2 separate regions of the Bos taurus genome follow, and region 2 is linked to region 1. The links are chromatin contacts, called in public Hi-C maps. All regions are on one chromosome and are shown on one strand. The core of a region is the stretch at or near the end of the contact, and the rest is flanking DNA. Distances in the headings are between cores, read along the strand shown. Region 1 has its middle 140 kb from the start of ASCL1. Region 2 overlaps C5H12orf42 (chromosome 5 C12orf42 homolog).

What was found. A called contact is a pair of places that touch in the nucleus more often than the background predicts.
Region 2: a contact with region 1 is called in a Hi-C map of liver, with 2.3 times the contacts expected there. The contact joins two enhancer-like sites. A contact is called at or near these places in 2 of 11 Hi-C or Micro-C datasets (liver and skeletal muscle).

Annotation. Positions count from the first base shown.
Region 1 is chr5:66,866,207-66,872,896 of ARS-UCD2.0, forward strand. No RefSeq gene overlaps it. Among named protein-coding and RNA genes, the nearest start is that of ASCL1, 140 kb to the left of the region's middle. Within about 2 kb of position 3,640, at least 1 of the 102 cell types and tissues checked has an H3K27ac peak or open chromatin away from gene starts, as enhancers often do. A contact at or near this core is called in liver, where this site is marked.
Region 2 is chr5:66,917,985-66,924,530 of ARS-UCD2.0, forward strand. The region is part of intron 20 of C5H12orf42 (chromosome 5 C12orf42 homolog); the gene reads right to left. Among named protein-coding and RNA genes, the nearest start is that of ASCL1, 190 kb to the left of the region's middle. Within about 2 kb of position 3,272, at least 1 of the 102 cell types and tissues checked has an H3K27ac peak or open chromatin away from gene starts, as enhancers often do. A contact at or near this core is called in liver, where this site is marked.

The sequences.
Region 1 (6,690 bases), core at 2,390-4,889:
TTTAAATATTTGGATAAACAATGATATCAGAAATAAGATACAAAAGCATAAGCCACAAATGAAAACTACAAATGACACCACATTAAAAATTAAACGTCTCTGTAAAAATAAGCGCAATGAACAAATGGATAAGCCACAGATTTTTTAAAATTAATATTAAAGGGCTAAAGGCAATTTTAAAATATATAAACAATTTCATTAATTATTAGGTAACTGGTAAAACAATCTCTTCCACATCTCCAGGTCCTTGCAATGAGAAGGGGTTATGAATAAGTAATTCACAGAGAGGAATTAAAACCCCAATAATACCACCAGAATCAGAAAAATAGTAATCAGAAAAATTCAATAAAGCAACAGGGAGAGAGTATAAACACTTCCAGTTTGTAAAAATAAAAAGCCCAGTGATGTCAGATATCTGATAATGTTCAGTACAGGGTTTTGATGCTAGAATCAGTATCTTGCACACATGTCCAGGATACATGAATATACTACACCACGAAATACTACAGAGCAGAGAAACCAATGAAAAATCACATTTATAAGTATCAACATGGTCAAAGCTATAAAAAAAATTTGGACTCTCTTGTCCTTGCCTCTCTTTGGTTATCCAGTGTCCCTAAACTGAAGTCATCTTGAAGTATGAGTGATACTATGATATAACTTCCAGTGTTCCTGCACCTTTGAAGAATTTCATTGAAACAGACAAGCAGTGTTTAGAAGCTCCCCACCAAAAACACATTTAGTGAGACTTCAGGAACAGCACTCAAGAAAAGATGTTTTAGGGTTGATATCATTCCCAGCATCTTTCAAATCACATTAAATGAAACAACTCAATTATCTTACATGGAAATACTTTGCCCAGCCTGAAGAATGGAACAGGAACTCAATTTGTGTTCCCTCCTCATAAAGTCTTGGTTCAGAATATTTGGTCATGTCTAGAGCCATTTTGGTTGTCACAACATAAGGAGGTACTCCTGGAATCTAGTGGGTAGAAGTCCGTGATGTTGCTAAACATCCCACAATGCACAGACCGGCCTTCCTCCCTCCTGCACCCCAACAAAGTAACATCTGGCCCAAATGTCAATAGTGTTTGGCTTGAACGACCTTGGTTTAAAGTTGAGTTGAAGTTTCACATTGAAAATTTGGAATAGACTATTGCTTTTCAAATGAAACGAATATGTTTTTCCTAGGTGCTAAAGAATCTTTCAAACACGTCTCATTTTGTGAATGCTTACACACAGTTTGGGGCCAGAAAATACCAATTCCAACCAAACTATGCCTTTGCTTTATCTATTAAATGTCTCATTTCAGTAGAGCCATTTATATGAATACTACAATACGTTCAACAGTTCACATTTTCTTTTCTTTTTCTTTGGTCTTTAAAACCATGATTAGTGATTGTTCTACCTGTAGAACAAAAATGTTTTCTGTTTTTGTTAAAACATTCAAATAAGGTGGAAGATATTCAATTGTAATGGTTTGAATTGTTCAAATAAAATTTTGCATTTTATACTTTAGAGAAAGATGAACTTTAAATGGCTGGAGGAGAAAGCCATTTGTAGGAAAGTGTGTAGAGAGGAGACCAGGCTTAGGAATCAGAAGAGCTGGATTTTAATCTGGTCGTTCTCAGAGTGGGGATCTTTGGAGCGGTAGTGGCATCAGCAACACCTGGGAATTTGTGAGAACTGCCAGTTCTCAGGCCCCACTCAGACCTGCAGAGTCACACATTCTGGAGTTGGGGCCCAGTGATCAAATTCTCCATGTAACTCTCAAGTATCTGAACTCTCACTTTCTACTTATATCCCTTGGGCAAGTCAGGGGACTTGCTACCTTCTTTGACCCCCAGTTTCTTTGTGTATTTGCCTCCCTGAATGGAAAAAGCAAAGAGACTTGGGTATAAAGATATGTTATCAACTACAAAGCATGATATTGATATTATGAATCCAGGACAATCAGAATCAAAGTTGTTGAGGACAGAAAGCTTGGACCTCACTTAAAAATGTATCCTTGACTGTTTCTATGAATCCCAAAGCAGAGATGTCCACTCCTGTGGCAAGTTGCTCAGGCCATTTATCAATCAGATACAGGGTTTGTGGAAATGACTCTGTGTTTACCAGGGTAAGCAAGAAAACTTGCAAACCATGCAAAAACGGAACCCCAAAACATTTAATGAGTGCATCCTGGCATAATCGTAACCCAATGGACCTGGTCCTTGTTGATAACAAATTGTACCCTGAACTTCAGTCTCACCGATAAATTCTAAGAACTAAAAACACGCTGTGGAAATGGCATTTGGTTCTGATCGGTCACATATTACCTCACAAAAAGGAATGAAATCTTTATATTAACATCTAAATTAACACTTTCTAATCTCTCACACTCTTACTTTCTTCTTTGTTATGAAGAGGTCCTACTGCCAAATGCTCTCAGAATAACACAAGTTGTAAAATCTGCTAGATTTCTCAATAGTCATTGGATCATTTTTTGATTATGACTATAAAATAATCTGGAGATCTTTCGGTATCCTAATCAGGGTTCCAATGTGATATTACGAGTATCTGGCCCTCTCCCACCCAAAGATGGTGGTGTTGTTGTTCAGTCGCTCAGTCGTGTCCGACTCTTTGCTACCCCGTAGACTGCAGCACGTCAGGCTTCCCTGTCCTTCACCATCTTGCAGAGCTTCCTCAAACTTATGCCCATTGAATCAGTGATGCCATCCAACCATTTCATCCTCTGTCATCCCCTTCTTTCCCTGCCTTCAATTTTTCCCAGCATTAGGGTCTCTTCTAATGACTCAGCTCTTTGTATCAGGTGGCCAAAGTACTGGAGTTTCAACTTCAACATCAGTCCTTCCAGTGAATATTCAGGATTGATTTTCTTTAGGATTGACTGGTTTGATCTCCTTACAGTCCAAAGGACTCTCAAGAGTCTTCTCCAACACCACAGTTCAAAAGCATCAGTTCTTCAGCCCAAAGTACAGCTTAGTAAAGCCTCTATTTACTGGAAGTTTATTACCTTTATCTCATAAAGGCAAAAGAGCTTCTTAGACAGTTGTATGGGTGACAAAGTAAAATCAGTGTAGATGTTATTTTTATTTAGAGCATGTGAAGAAGTTTGTAATTTATTCACAGCTGATTCTGGTCTTGGTACCCATCTGTAAAGATAGAATCATATTACTCACCTCCCAGAATTATATGGATAGTTTAATGAGATAATAAGATGTTTAGATAACATAAAAAACTTAATGTAGTAGTGGGCACATGCTTTAGTGCTCACTGAAAAAATACGTTTATCTCCAAATTTAGTTCAAAGACCCATACTTGCTTTTGGGAACAAATAAGGGCCTCCTCCCCAGTTCTACCCATAGCATTTGAGTCCTCTTGGTAAATATGACTGAATTCACTTGTGGAAATTGTGAAAATCAGGACAGGTTTTATAGAAACAATTGCTTTTTTGTCTAGCTATCCACATAGGTAGCAACACGAACAGGACTTCAGTCATGGGATGCTCTGGACTTGGAATTTGGGTTCTAAAAGAACATTTGTGAAACAGTGGATCAATATGTGAACATATCACTGCCCCTGCTGATAAGGAGAGTCAAACAGAGCAGATTTTTACTGCCAAAATGGGGTGTTGATAAAGCTGTCCTTCACCTCCTGAGGACATTTAAATTTGGGGTGATAAGGTGCCTGCTATAGTCCATATGTCATACTGACCCTCCAGAAAGCCTAGCTGTGCCGTCAGACTGTGGGCATGGTGACCTGCCTGCCCCAGCCTTGGCCCTGACCCCTAATACCAGCAAGCATTATTAATAAAAATAGTCATGAGACATTGAGCATTCATCCTTTGCCAGCAATGTTCTCTCGTTAACTTGCAAGATTTCGCTGTGTGGAGCTGCTGGCTAACATGCTGGGAATTCAATAGTACACGTGACGAAACCAGTCCCCTCCCTCACTGAGTTCCTCAGTAGGTTCTTTACATTCCTATTAGATGTTTTTTATCCTCACTGCAAGATGTTTTTATCCTCACTGCACAGATTAGAATAGTGAGGTTCAGAGAGTTTAAGTAACTTAGGAACTGGATTCAAATCCAGATTTGCCTAACTCTGAGCTCCATCTTCGGAGAAGGCAGTGGCACCCCACTCCAGTACTCTTGCCTGGAAAATCCCATGGATGGAGGACCCTGGTAGGCTGCAGTCCATGGGGTCACTAGGAGTCAGACACGACTGAGCGATTTCACTTTAACTTTTCACTTTCATGCATTGGAGAAGGAAATGGCAACCCACTCCAGTGTTCTTGCCTGGAGAATCCCAGGGACAGGGGAGCCTGGTGGGCTGCCGTCTATGGGGTTGCACAGAGTCGGACATGACTGAAGCGACTTAGCAGCAGCAGCAGCAGAGTTCCATCTTGTTTTCAAAATGCCATTCAATCTCCAACTATTTTAGTGTTTACACTAAAATATTGTCATGAGAATTACAAACCCTTCTGCAGATGGTGATTGCAGCCATGAAATTAAAAGACGCTTACTCCTTGGAAGGAAAGTTATGACCAACCTAGATAGCATATTCAAAAACAGAGACATTACTTTGCCAACAAAAGTCCATCTAGTCAAGGCAATGGTTTTTCCAGTGGTCATGTATGGATGTGAGAGTTGGACTGTGAAGAAAGCTGAGCACTGAAGAACTGATGCTTTGAACTGTGATGTTGGAGAAGACTCTTTGAGAGTCCCTTGGACTGCAAGGAGATCCAACCAATCCATTCTAAAGAAGATCAGTCCTGGGTGTTCTTTGGAAGGAATGATACTAAAGCTGAAACTCCAGTACTTTGGCCACCTCATGAGAAGAGTTGACTCATTGGAAAAGACTCTGATGCTGGGAGGAATTGGGGGTAGGAGGAGAAGGGGACAACAGAGGATGAGATGGCTGGATGGCATCACTGACTCGATGGACATGAGTTTGAGTGAACTCCGGGAGTTGGTGATGGACAGGGAGGCCTGGTGTGCTTCAGTTCATGGGGTCGCAAAGAGTCGGACATGACTGAGCGACTGAACTAAACTGAACTGAACTGAACTGAAATACTCTTTCAATTGAGTGGTTACTGGCCCGGAATAACTCTTTGCACTTAATTTTGCTTAATATGTATTTCAGGATTTAAATGATGGCTGCCATCCATCTACAGGTTACTTATTCCTTATTATATTGATCATTTGCTTATATTTTTTTACCCCAATGTCTGTATATTTATTTATACATTGTTATAAAACTTTGGTGTTCTAAAATGTTGAATTTGGGGCATAAGTCTATGATGGTAAATAGCTAGTGTTTTCAGAACTCCAAAGGCTTAGAGGGAGTTCTTGCCTGGGGACATCATGCCAGTGTAGTTACCATGTACATAGTACATGTCTGTCTCCCTCACTTTAACTACAAAAGCCAGGAGGCCAGGTACCATGACTTATTTATCTTGTTTATCTCCAGCAGCTATACACACAGAAAGGGCATTTAGTGATTAATAAATATTGTGAAGAATGAATGAATAAGTGAATGAAACTGTCTATTGAGAGGTGTGAGTATAAAGAGAACATAATGCCCTGTAGCTCATTATAGTTAATGATAGGTTAACTCGATGGCATGAGTGCCAATAACAATTAAAATTGGTCCTAGATAATATGTGGACCTTTTGTATACTTTGTAATTTACTTGTCTCCCTAAGCATTAGATGCCTTCAAGTACCTAGAACTATAAGAAAACCAGATTTCATAAGCTATGCCTTATAAAGGCAGAACACTAGATTTTGTAAGTTATGAATTTCAGGAAACCAATGTATCTAATACTTTACATTTCTGTTGTACACATTCCTGAAGATACAGCCCTGAAATTGTTTATAAAAGTCTCAGCTTATATCTGCTATCCTGAGGATAATTATTAATAGTTCCTTCTTTCATTCTCAAAAGTGTACTATTTTGATAATTAAGATTCACTGACATGATAAAGACAAATACATATGATAGCACTTATAATTGAAATCTAAAATGTGACACAAACGAACTGGTCTATGAAACAGAAAGAGACTCACAGATACAGAGAACAGACTTGTGGTTGCCAAGGAGAGAGTAAGGAGGAATGGATTGGGAATTTGGGATTAGTAGACACAAACTTGGAGAAGGCAATGGCAACGCACTGCAGTACTCTTGCCTGGGAAATCCCATGGATGGAGGAGCCTGGTACGCTACAGTCCATGGGGTCATGAAGAATTGGACATGACTGAGCAACCTCACTTTCACTTTCCACTTTCATGCACTGGAGAAGGAAATGGCAACCCACTCCAGTATGCTTGCCTGGAGAATCCCAGGGAGGGGAGCCTGGTAGGCCGCCATCTATGGGGTTGCACAGAGTCGGACACGACTGATGTGACTTAGCAGCAGCAGCTGCTGACACAAACTATCATATGTAGAATGGATAAACAACAAGGTCTTACTATATATCACAAGGAACTATATTCAATATGCTGTGATAAACTATACTGGAAAAGAATATGGAAAATAATGTGTGTGTGTATATATATACATATATATATATAATTGAATTAATTTGTTATGCAACAGAAACTAACACAACATTGTAAATTAACTACATTTCAATAAAACACATTTTTACAAAAGATAAGCTGACGTGGATGCAACCTGCTGGACTCC
Region 2 (6,546 bases), core at 2,022-4,521, 51 kb after region 1:
AATCTATACAGTTCTGTCCGTGGAATTCTCTAGGCCAGAATACTGCAGTGGGTAGCCTATCCCTTCTCCAGTGGATCTTTCTGACCCGGGAATTGAACTAGGGTCTCCTGCATTGCAGGCAGATTCTTCACCAACTGAGCTATGAGACAAGCCTGTATCAGTGTCCTTATAAGAAGAGGGATAATCTCTCTCTCTCTCTCTCTCCCTCTTTCTGTCTATACCATGTGAGAATGCAACATGAAGAAGGCTGACTACCGACCAGAAAGAAGGCCCTCATCAGACACTTGAACTGCAGCCCCTTGATCTTAGATGTCCCAGCTTTCAGAACTGTGAGCAATAAATTCTTGTTTTTTAATCTACCCAGTCTATGGCCATTTGTTACAGAGCCTGGAGGTGACTGAGATATGTCATAATCCCATTCATTTATTTTTGCTTTTATTGTTTGTGCTTTTGACGTCACATCCAAAGTCAATTCCCAGATCACTATCAAGGAACTTTTCCTCTATGTTTTTTTTTTTTCTAGGAGTTTCACAGCTTTGGATCTTACAATTAAGTCTTTAATACCTTCTGAGTGAATTTTTGTGTAGACTAAGGTCTAATTACTTTGCATCTGAATATCCAGTTTTCCCAATAGCATTTATCTCAGAAATCTCAGAAAAATGATGTCGATAAAAGAATCCAGACATACGAGCTCATGCTCCAAGATTTCATTTATGTAAAAAGTACAAAACAGGCAAAAATCTCCTGCAGGGTATCTTGCCTGGAGTATTCCACTCCCGTATTCTTGCCTGGAGAATCCCATGGACAGAGGAGTCTGGTGGGCTACAGTCCATGGGGGTCACAAAGAGTTGGACATAACTGAAGCAACTCAGCACCTCTGTTCATTAGACTAGTGCTTATTGCCTTTCAGGCAGGTCAAATCTGAAAAATCATTGTTTCCAGATCAGCTCAAACATTTCAATGACTAGTCCACATAGTTTCTTTTGACATTAAAAAATGTGATTTTTTCAATCCAGCCACAAAATGTAACTGATGTATGATTCTATTCTATTATTATTCTATAATATTTTATATTTTATTCTATAATATATATTAATATTATATTATTCTGTAATCTATTGGGTTGGTCAGAAAGTTCATTCAGGTTTTTCCATAAGATGTCATGGAAAAATCCAAACAAAATTTTCAGCCAACTCAATATAATGTTATAGGTCAGGATGGTGGTCACATTTGGGGGTGGTGGTGACAAGATATGGCTAAGAAGTGGAGCAAGGCTTCTGAGGTGCTGGAATATTCTTTCTCAGTGTGGGTGCTGATGACACAAGTGGGTTCTGATTGTAAAAGTGTACTGAGCCTTCTGCTCCTATGTGTACTTTTCTGTGTTAACATTACACTCCAATAAAAGTAAAATTAAAAGGTAATTTGTTCAATTGTTTGTCAATAAGTGATTTACATAAAAATTAATATACATCTAAGTGGTGTGGAAATTTAGAAATCATCATTTTACAAATTTGTGTCCTTTAAAAATTTTTGTATCCATCAGTGTACCATGTGTACCCCAAAATTTGCTTGATTATGTTCTTTTTTAATTTCCACTGTATTTTGTTCCAAAAAAGGGTATCAGGAAATAAGAAAAATGTCTCTTCATTCTGGTGACAAGATGTCAATCAAAAATAGAAGCTACCATTTTTTGAATGTCTAGTACATGTCACAATTGTAGCTTGTGTTGTCTCTAATTACTCAACATCTGGTGAGATGAGTTTTGTTATTCCTTTTTGCAGATGAGCTAACTGAGGCTCAGAGACATAAAAGAATTTGACCAAGGCCACACTTATTTTTAAACTCAGGTTTGTTTCATTTCCAAACCTGTTCCTTTTTGCACCACATCATGCCGTCCATGTGTCTGCTTCTTAGGACAATGCCAGCTTTCTGAAATATGCCATATGAACCGTCTACCTGCTGCCCATGAGCAATGGAATCTGGAGACCCGGGAGTCATTTGCCTCCATTTCCATTTCTAGTAAATCCAGACACCATGGACTTCCTACCTTAGTCTTCCTGAGTCAATGTTCCTCCTATTTAGAGAGAGCTCAGACCACCATGATCATATGTTTCAATTTCAGTTTTTGGTTTCTAAAAATAAAAAGAGGATCCATGGTCTAGATATTCTAAAGCTGAGTTTTTTCATCAAATGCAGCAAATAAAATACTGAGACATGAGTTGAGGGGTGGTGGTTTATATAGTTTTGTCTAAGTTATGAGAAAAAATAGTCTTGCATCAAGGCTCCAAACAGGAAACACAGATTGTATTTTAATCACCATGCGGAACCCTGTGTAAGACTTTAAACCTTCCTGGAGAAAAAAGAAAGAATATTACATCTGCTTATAAGAAGATAAGGAAATAAAGCTACTTATACTAGGCTTTTAAGAAAAAATGTACATAGAGACCAAAATTAGGCTGATGTGATTGCTTTATAGAGCAGCTTCTCTTTCTTGTCTCACATTTCACCTTAACTCTTCTCCATCAGTCACACTGCTACTACTTGAGCTTCAGTGGTACATACAGGAGTTCCTGGGCAGATGCTAAGGATGATGCAGGGATCAATTTAGTCCTTCATCAAAAATCCACTGGGTGCCTGCCATATACCAGAAATGCTATGTAGAATAGGATGCTTAGGATAACCTGGTGAGTCAGATTTTTTTCCTGCCTTTAAGAAGCTTTAGTTTTGTCACTAAAGGGCTAGGGATTCAACGTCCTCACCACCACCCCAGAACTGGCCTGGATCTATAGACTACTCCCAGAACCACTGGTTTTACTTGAAACAAGTCAGTGGAGGCTGAACCTGCTTTGGTTCTCCCCACTCCTCAAGGTTTTATTTAACAAGTCATCTGCCTTCTGCAACAGACACTGTTTCAATCTCCCTCCATGGCCAGGTTCATACTTTCCTTTTTAACTTTCCCATTTGTCCACATGCTATGTTCATGGCATCTTCCGATTGTATACTAGGACCATGTGTGTGTCTGTGTGCGTGCTCAGACACACACATGTGCATCTTCTCCCTGACCAGAGCCTCCCAATCTTCTGAAGGCATAAACCTTGCTTTCAGACATGCTTTGAATGTCTTATTTGGTCAGTTTTGCTTAAGAAGTACTGTTGATCAACTGACTAACTGGTTGAAAGACTCGGAGCCCACCTGTCCTGCATAGCAGACAGGTTGGCTAATCCGAACCAGTTTCTCTGGGATGAGGCCACCTGAGGTGAAGCAACAGGGCACTGCTGGCCAGCATGTCCACCTCGTGGGGTTTGACATGTTATCAGATGCCAAAGTTTGCCCAGGGTGAATAACAGCAGGCACTGGGGTTCACTTATTACAGTTACTTCCATGAGAGAAAGTAGCCAGAGAGCATTAAATAAAAATGCAACCTTGGGTCCTTCCTAGAATCTAACCTGATATACAAAATTCCCAAGGTCTACAACAAAGTAGAATGGAATAATTCCTGTAACCATAGGGAAATGTGCAGAATTCTTATGAGTAGAACTGTCCAGTGTCCTCCATTCCCATCCTTCTTTTCCTATAAAAAATGTCTAGATTTTCTATAAGTCAGTGGGAAAGGTTTATAGGGGATTACCCTTTAGGATAAAGGCTTCCCTTGTGGCTCAGTGGTAAAGAATCCACCTGCAGTGAAGAAGACGCAGGAGATGCAGGTTTGATTCCTGGGTCGAGAAGATGCCCTGAAGGAGGGCATGGCAACCCTCTCCATTATTCTTGCCTGGAGAATCCCATGGACAGAGGAGCCTGGTGGGTTACAGTCCATAGGGTTGCAAACAGTCAGATGTGACTGAGCATGCATGCACACCCTGTAGGATAAACTAATTGTTCTCAAAAACAATTTTTCTCCAGATAAAGCAAAGAATAATCAGTAGTGGGGCTCGAGGTTATCATTGCAAGGTATGAGGGTAACTTTCCAAAGAAGAGGCCACGTGGCAACTGCAAACACAACTCTCCATATTTAAGTATAAGTTCCTTTGCTGCATAGGCACTAGATGGTCAAGCACCCCAAACCCTAGCTGAACCCCAGCCCACATCTCCCCAGGCAGTTAGACTCCTACCCCACTAGTCTTGAAATCCCAGAGGATTTCCTCCTCTGTGGGAGAGCAAAATCCTAGACTCAAGTAAACTGTGACTTGGATGAGGCAGCATATCCAGTTATGTCAACATAGCCCGGTGGCTAAAAGTCAGATTGCCTCATTTTGTTCTGGACACACTGTAAGTGTTTGAATCCTGGCTCCACCACTCATTAAACTGTTACACCGTGGGATAACCTGCTTAACTTTAGTTTCCTCAGCAATAATATGGCCATGGTAATCCTCGCAGGGCTATGTGCAAGACTGAACTAGATGGCCCGTGGGAGATATGATGTGGCACATGGGAGTGCTTGGCCAGTTTTTATCTGTCCCACTCCACTGGGTCTCAGACTCAACAGGTGTAATGAAGACCATCCCCTACCAAGGGGAGGCAGGTTTCCCTCTCTTGCCATTGATAGATTCCCATTCACAGGCTCTCTGTGAAGTTCTCCATCTCTCATAGACTGTCTCCACTTCCTACACTGAATCCCAAACGAGAAGAGGGATCTTCAGTTCAGTTCAGTTCAGTTGCTCAGTCGTGACCGACTCTTTGCAACCCCATGAATTGCAGCACGCCAGGCCTCCCTGTCCATCACCAACTCCCAGAGTTCACCCAAACTCTTGTCCATCCAGTCGGTGATGCCATCCAGCCACCCCATCCTTTGTCATCTCCTTCTCCTCCTGCCCCCAATCCCTCCCAGCATCAGAATCTTTTCCAGTGACTCAACTCTTCGCATGAGGTGGCCAAAGTACTGGAGTTTCAGCTTCAGCATCATTCCCTCAAAGAACACCCAGGACTGATCTCCTTTAGAATGTACTGGTTGGATCTCCTTGCAGTCCAAGGGACTCTCAAGAGTCTTCTCCAACACCACAGTTCAAAAGCATCAATTCTTTGGCGCTCAGCTTTCTTCACAGTCCAACTCACATCCATACATGACCACTGGAAAAACCATAGCCTTGACTAGACGGATCTTTGTTTGCAAAGTAATGTCTCTGCTTTTGAATATGCTATCTATGTTGGTCATAACTTTCCTTCCAAGAGTAAGCGTCTTTGAATTTCATGGCTGCAATCACCATCTGCAGTGATTTTGGAACCCCCAAAAAATAAAGTCTGACACTGTTTCCCCATCTATTTCCCATGAAGCAATGGGACCAGATGCCATGATCTTCGTTTTCTGAATATTGAACTCTAAGCCAACGTTTTCACTCCCCACTTTCACTTTCATCAAGAGGCTGTTTAGTTCCTCTTCACTTTCTGCCATAAGGGTGGTGTCATCTGCATATATGAGGTTATTGATATTTCTCCCAGCAATCTTGATTCCAGTTTGTACTTCTTCCAGCCCAGCATTTCTCATGATGTACTCTGCATAGAAGTTAAAGAAGCAGGGTGACAATATACAGCCTTGACATACTCCTTTTCCTATTTGGAACCAGTCTGTTGTTCCATGTCCAGTTCTAACTGTTGCTTCCTGACCTGCATATAGGTTTCTCAAGAGGCAGGTCAGGTGGTCTGGTATTCCCATCTCTTTCAGAATTTTCCACAGTTTCTTGTGATCCACACAGTCAAAGGCTTTGGCATAGTCAATAAAGTAGAAATAGATGTTTTTCTGGAACTTCCTTGCTTTTTCCATGATCCAACAGATGTTGGCAGTTTGATCTCTGGTTCCTCTGCCTTTTCTAAAACCAGCTTGCCAGTCCAGGTTTGATGCACAATACTGGATGCTTGGGGCTAGTGCACTGGGACGACCCAGAGGGATGGTATGGGGAGGGAGGAGGGAGGAGGGTTCAGGATGGGGAACACATGTATACCTGTGGCGGATTCATTTTGATATTTGGCAAAACTAATACAATTTGTAAAGTTTAAAAATAAAATAAAATTTTAAAAAAATAAATAAATAAAACCAGCTTGAACGTCTGGAAGTTCACGGTTCATGTACTGCTGAAGCCTGGCTTGGAGAATTCTGAGCATTACTTTACTAGCATGTGAGATGAGTGCAATTGTGCGGTAGTTTGAGCATTCTTTGGCATTGCCTTTCTTTGGGATTGGAATAAAAACGGACCTTTTCCAGTCCTGTGGCCACTGCTGAGTTTTCCAAATTTGCTGACATACTGAGTGCAGCACTTTCACAGCATCATCTTTCAGGATTTGGTCTTAAGACCTCCAAATTGGAGAATCTTATGACCCTCCAAGCATTGTGAAGGCTGACTTGGAGATATGTCCTTTTGAAATAATTCCAGGGGAAATAGCCTTCACATGAATGTGTTCAAAGCAAGTTCTGCCAAATGTTGGTTCTGTGAGGTCTCATCAAGTAAAACCTTCTGTAGTTAAATACATGTTTAAAGGACTAGTACCATATCTCTTGGAGATTCTGCATTCATGCTTAGTTGCTCAGCCCTGTCTAACTGTCTGTGGCCCAGTGGA